2 separate regions of the Mus musculus genome follow, and region 1 is linked to region 2. The links are chromatin contacts, called in public HiChIP or PLAC-seq maps. All regions are on one chromosome and are shown on one strand. Each heading gives the region's core, a stretch centred on a gene start, on an enhancer-like site or on the middle of the called end of the contact. The rest is flanking DNA. Distances are from core to core; before and after follow the strand shown. Region 1 overlaps Plcl1 (phospholipase C-like 1). Region 2 overlaps Plcl1 (phospholipase C-like 1).

Region 1 (3,125 bases), core at 251-2,750, 88 kb before region 2:
CAGAAACTACCTAGATTAACCACATCACAGCCAGTAAAATGTGATGCTTCATTGAAAACAACAACATATATTGATTTGAAAGGACACCAGAATATGTATTGGAAACATACAGCAAATTGTAAATATAAGTATAAAAGGATCTTGACAAATACACACCCAAACATGAACATGGGGACTTCAGATCAGTAAGATTATGAATAGCATTTATTCTCTTCTGTATATTTATAAGCTGGCTCTTTCAGAACAAGTGTCTCTAACGTTTGTACATTTTAAACTTTTCCACATTAAATGTTTATAGAAGCAACATTTCATTGTACATGACAACTTTCATTTACTGTAGGTTGGGAAGGCTGAATATGTTGCTAAGAGGCAGAAGGAGAAAGTAGGAAATGGAGTAGTCTTAGCAACCAACTCTGTTCCTTCAACTGTCTGGGATTCTGAAAAGTAATTAACCATTCTTTGATATCTTATGACACTTTTCTAATAAAATCTGTGGCTCTCAGTAGAAACAGCACAGGACAAATGACAAGAAGCTACCTGCAGCCCATGTTTTCAGTTGTCAAGTTCAGCCTCCAACCTATGTCACTTCTCCCCGAATGTCACTTTCCATAACATCCACTGGCCAAGATTAATCTGTTAAATACTGTGCTTTACTCTATTCCACATGACTGAAAAATTGGATGTGTGAGGTGATGTCAGTGACTCCCAGTTACTCTCACCAAAGTAGAGCGTCTTTATTGCTATGAGGGCTCGGGGTGGTGGAGGCTTCTCACCCAATTTTCTTCTAGGACAAGGAAAACTTACAACACATTTTGTTTTAATTAACATTTTACATAAACCATTCTAAAGAAAGATAAATAAATTAACATTTAATTCATGCCTCGACAATAGGAAGGAAATGTCAATTAATCTGACATTTGATTGATGTTGACATTCAACTAAAAATTAAGATTTGTAAAGGAAAAGTAGAAACAGTTTTAAGGCTCTACTAAAATTTTATGATAGTTTGGCTCTAGTTTTAATGTTTTAGTATATCCTATGCTTGGATAATACCAACAGGAAAAATATGTTTTGTCACAGCTTAATAACTTTAACATATTTTCAATGTGGGTTCTCAAATTCTAATCTACAGGAAAACGAAGTAAATATGGGATGGGAGACTTAAAAGACATTGTAGAATATTAACACAGTGTAAACTAAAGCTTAAGAGTTCTTAAAGCACAGGGTCTGCTGTGTGTGTGTGTGTGTGTGTGTGTGTGTGTGTGTGTGTGTGTGTGTTTTCCTTTAGTCTAACTCACAGTCATCTCTCTAAGGTAACAAAATGCACATGCGCCTTCTTGAGCCCTAGGCTTAAGAATGTGGAGCTCATTTGGCACGGTTATTTGGAGTATTGTTCATGTCATAAGACCTACACACAGAAATGGAGTCTACATGCCCACCCTAGAAGGGGAAGGGCCATTCTTGCCTTTTGTCTTGCTGTAGCTACATGACCCGAATGACTCACCGAGCTTCTGAGAGCTCCCTACTTCCTCATCTACGAAACAGACACAGATCTAGAGGGTGTCTAGGTTCTTCCCAGAACAAAACTTCTTAAAGCTCCAGTCTTTACGTTCATTCCCCATACACACAACTACAAATCTGGAAAGATCATATTTTTGTAATCCAATGAAAATGCAAATTTTTTTAAAACTGCATTTTAACAAAATTTTCTCTGAAATTTTGAACAAGGGAAGAAGATATTAAGGTCATTTTCACGTGAAATTTTACTTTCAGCATCAGGACTGTCCCTTCTTGCTCATCAACATTACAAAGCCACCTCCTTTCACTGTCTCATGAATCTCCCCAGATACTTGGCTGTCCTAAGTACAAAACTGGTAAGAATAATGAAATATGCTAAAGGCAGAAAACATCTAGTAGATAATGATAATTAACTTTGTCTTCCAAAAATATAATTGAAAGTAGACATTCCAATTTCTTAAAATACTATATACCAGTGTGCCAGCTGGCTATTACCAAATCAGAAATAAAAACTAACATTCCATTTAGTATCGGGTGTGGTAGTATATTCATGATGTCACTAATTTCTCACAACTCTATGAGGAAGTATTATAATTATTCCCACTCGACAGCTGAGGAAGCTAAAATTCCCTCAGTTTCAAATGGGAAGCTAGAAATCACCAGACCCACAACTGACCTCCTGCTCTCGTCCTCTGAACCCTTTGCTCTCCCCATGACAATCCAAGCTTACAAACACTTAACATTTACACCAAACACAAGTTTACCTCATTCAATGACAATGGCTGATCACAGATATGCTAAACTACTTCTGTGGTTGTTGAACACATATGACAGAAAAAGTCTACCTTCCAATACTTCAAAATTAAAAAGGGAAAAGAACCACACAATTGAAAAGAAAAAAACTAACCTCAGTTTCCCAACAATAAACAAAATAGTCTGGCAGCACTCAATCTCTGTTAATATAAACACTGACAGTAAGAATAGCTGTTTCTCCCTCACTATTTGACTACCACGATGTAGGGATGTAGGAAATTGTTTGTAAATACTAGCAAGAATATGGGCAACGGGGAGATTTCATTCACTGCTGGTGGGATGCTAAATTGGCTAGTGAGACTCAGTGTGGAATCAATATGGTTGCTTCTCAAAAACCTAAAAATAGAACTGCCATAGGAACCAACCGTCCCATTCCTGGGCACTCAACCAAAAGACTGTGCATCGTACTACACAGACAAAAGTCCACATCCAAAGTCCACACTCATTGTGACACTAGTCACAATAACCACAGAAAGAAACCAGCCTAGATGTCTATCACCCTATGGATGGGTAATGAAAATGTGGTATGTATACACAATGGAATTTTATTCAACTATAAATAAAAGTGAAGTAAATTGTAAAATCTTAAGACAGGACAGAACTAGAAAAATGTTATACTAAGTAAGGTAGCCCAGGCACAGAATGAAAACTGCTGTATCTTCTCTCTCATGTGTAGATCCTAGAGTCGTGTGTTCAAGTTGGAGTGCTCCTAGAGACCAGAAAGGTAGGAAAGGGACTGTGGGGTAGGGGTGGTTGAAAAGCCATTGAGGGAGGGAGAATAACAGAATGTGGAT
Region 2 (2,888 bases), core at 195-2,694:
TATTTGGGCTCAACATAAGAAAATTTCCAGGCCACAAAAGAAGCATGGAGAAGGTTAGCTTACTCACGAGGAGAGGGAGCGCCTGGTGCAGAGAGGTCAATCTCATGCAACTGCAGGGATTCCTGGAGCATCTACAGAACTCTCTGCCTCAATGTAGTGAACTGCAAAACGACCTCCAATGGCTAAGAGAGTCAGGTCTGGTTTCTTTCACTCAGTGCTTGGCACACACTGTAGCTGTTCAAGACATCCCTATTTGTTGTCATCTGGGGGTATCTATTTAACTCACCAATCTATATGACATAACTTTGAAATAAGACTTAGTAGCATATAAGCCACATTATTATCCATTGACAACAGAGAACCTAAATCCATCTGGCTTTCTCCAGATACTTTCCAAAGTTCAGAGCAGAAGAAAAAAAAATCCAGTGCAAAGTCTTCATTTTTATATAAATAAATATATAATATCTAGATTTTTAAATTATGTTCCAACTTTTTATCTTAGTTATTGCCACTTAACCCTCAACACACAAACAAAACAAAACATACAAAAAAAATGTCAGTGGAGAAAAGTGCTTTTGTCTTTGAGCACCTAACAGTCTTCACAGGAGTGAAAACTTAACTCTCAGTGATGTAAGCTCACGTGCAGATCCTGCTGTTACAGCAGTAGCACTGAGGGGACCCGGCTTTCTTTTTGTTTCACTATCTTGAATTGCCATATAGACTGGAAACCCATTATATTACCAATATACTCAGTGGATTGGCATTCAATGACTATAGAAATGCGAGAAAATGAATGTACTTAGTTGTAAGTCGCCAAGGTTGCAGTATTCTGTTACAGCTGCAATATGAAAACAACTTTGCATTTCTAACGCTGGAGTTTCCCCTAATCCTCATCTGTGTGTGATGAAACAAGTCCTCAGTCCCTCTGGTGACTTCTATATCCCTGTGAATTCCAGCTTAAGTAACACATAGATCCTGGGCTAACTGAGGATAGCTGCTACTGTAAAAACAGTGAAGCTGAACCAGCCATATTAAAGAAATCTTTAATTTTGTGGGTGTGCTGTTTGTTTGTTTTTGATTTTTAGGATTTCAGAGCCAAAAGTATTGCAAGATAGATTTTCTTAAGATTTTCTTAATGACAGTTCCATCTTGCCAGACCCCTGTGAGAACTGAGGTGACACCAGAGCTTGACAATGTTAGTGCCCATTATTCTTCTATAATATGAAATGCTTGGAAGAAACCTCTACCGTCCACCCATTATATCACATATATATGTCTGTCACATATTATGTATGTGTATTAGAGGGCTCTTTCAGGTCCTTAAGACTCAGTCCAGTTCATTTTAAAGCTCCAGCTTGATGCTTAGCTCAAGGTCCTCTTGTGGAGGTTGGTTATAGTGACTGGTGCAGAGAACAAGCCTGCTCTACCCACTTCTCCTTTTTCTCTTCCTCCTGCACTTCCCTTTTAGGATTGTGCTGAAGGGGCGAGATAGGAAAAGCTCAGGTCATCTCAGAGGATGGAACGCATAGGAACATTTCAGGACCCACTAGGCTGCTTTCCTCTGCTGCTCACATTAACCCAGAAGTGGTTGGGCTTCCTCTGTAAGGCAGACATCTAATGTTCTCTGTAGGGCTGTCTGTTCTCCAATGCCTTCTTCTCCGTGTATTAACCATCCTAGTGTTAGAGATGCCCTGTGGATCTTACTTTTCTTCCACCATTCCTCATTAACCCCTGCCCGTGTGTCCTAACTAGTTTGGGTTCTGTTGTTGTGATATAACACTTTGACCAAGGCAACTTAGAGACAGAAGGGTTTATTTGGGCTTACAGTTTCAGAGACCTAAGAGTCCATTATCATCATGGCAGGGCAACATGACAGGAGGCAGCCATGGTAACTGGAGCAGCAAGAGAGGAGCTCATATCTTAAACAGTAGACAGGAAGCAGAGAATGCATTGGGAATGGCACATGACTTCCGAAAGCTAAAAGCCCACCCCAGTGACCTAATCCTCCCAGCAAAGCCACACTTTCTAAATCTACCCAAAATAGCTCCACTGATGGCTAACTATTCATTGGAGACCATGGAGAACATCTCATTCAAACTACCACATCTTATTCTTACAAGGCTTCCTTTGCTTCAGTGGCCTGGAGGCACCTCGGATGAGACAATGAGAGGCCTGGATATATTCTACTGTCCCCTTTCCCGATATCTGGACCAGTTTCAAGGACTGACAGTCATTCAGTCACTCGGAGTAGCAACTCAGAGAAGAGGTGAACATCAGTCTCAGCTTAGAGGGGAACTTGGTGGAGAGGTGGGCCATTGGAAGTCCACAACTTACACCTTACACTCAAAAACCACCATTGTAGATCAAGCTACAATCCCAGCACTCAGGAAGCTGAAGTTGCTTTATTCCGTAGTAAGCTTGATCTAAAAAAGTTTGTACATGTATGCGTGTTGGTTTATCTACATATTTTTGTTGATTGTACACATGAGTGAAGCATGCTCACATGTGTGCACATGAATGTAGACGTTAGAGGTTGAGTTCAGGTATCTTTATCACTCTTCACTTTATATTTTGATGCAGAGTCTCATCAATTTGCTGAGGTTGGCTGGACAATGAGCCTCACTACTCGCCTCCACCACATGTTCCCAGCAATGGGGTTATAGACAGATTCCATCATGCGTTGGGGTTTTTGTGCTGTTGTTGTATTGTGGGTTTTGTTTGTTTTGAGACACGGTTCACCTGTTTAGCCCTGGCTGTCCTGGAACTTGGTCTCTAAACCAGACTGGCCTTGAACTCAGAGATCCATCCTCCTCTGACTGCCCAGTGTTAGGATTAAAGGTCTGCACCACCACACATGGCTAATGCTTTGTTTTTTAATGGAGTTACTT

Evidence for each region. HiChIP or PLAC-seq counts read pairs in DNA pulled down with a chosen protein or histone mark.
Region 1: a contact with region 2 is called in an H3K4me3 HiChIP or PLAC-seq map of bone marrow-derived macrophages, with 2.8 times the contacts expected there. The contact joins two enhancer-like sites. A contact is called at or near these places in 7 of 484 Hi-C or Micro-C datasets (LSK cells, bone marrow-derived macrophages, macrophages and 3 more) and 3 of 115 datasets of contacts at active chromatin or transcription factors (bone marrow-derived macrophages, fibro-adipogenic progenitors and microglia).

The regions. Positions count from the first base shown.
Region 1 is chr1:55,505,611-55,508,735 of GRCm38.p6, reverse strand. All of the region lies in intron 1 of Plcl1 (phospholipase C-like 1), which reads right to left. It overlaps Gm39642 (a long non-coding RNA gene), which reads left to right. Exons shown (of 4, transcript XR_003947824.1): 1 at 1-2,855; 2 at 3,008-3,055. Among named protein-coding and RNA genes, the nearest start is that of Gm39642, 5.6 kb to the left of the region's middle. Within about 2 kb of position 1,500, at least 22 of the 459 cell types and tissues checked have an H3K27ac peak or open chromatin away from gene starts, as enhancers often do. A contact at or near this core is called in bone marrow-derived macrophages and microglia, where this site is marked.
Region 2 is chr1:55,417,712-55,420,599 of GRCm38.p6, reverse strand. All of the region lies in intron 1 of Plcl1 (phospholipase C-like 1), which reads right to left. Among named protein-coding and RNA genes, the nearest start is that of Plcl1, 13 kb to the right of the region's middle. Within about 2 kb of position 1,444, at least 21 of the 459 cell types and tissues checked have an H3K27ac peak or open chromatin away from gene starts, as enhancers often do. A contact at or near this core is called in bone marrow-derived macrophages and microglia, where this site is marked.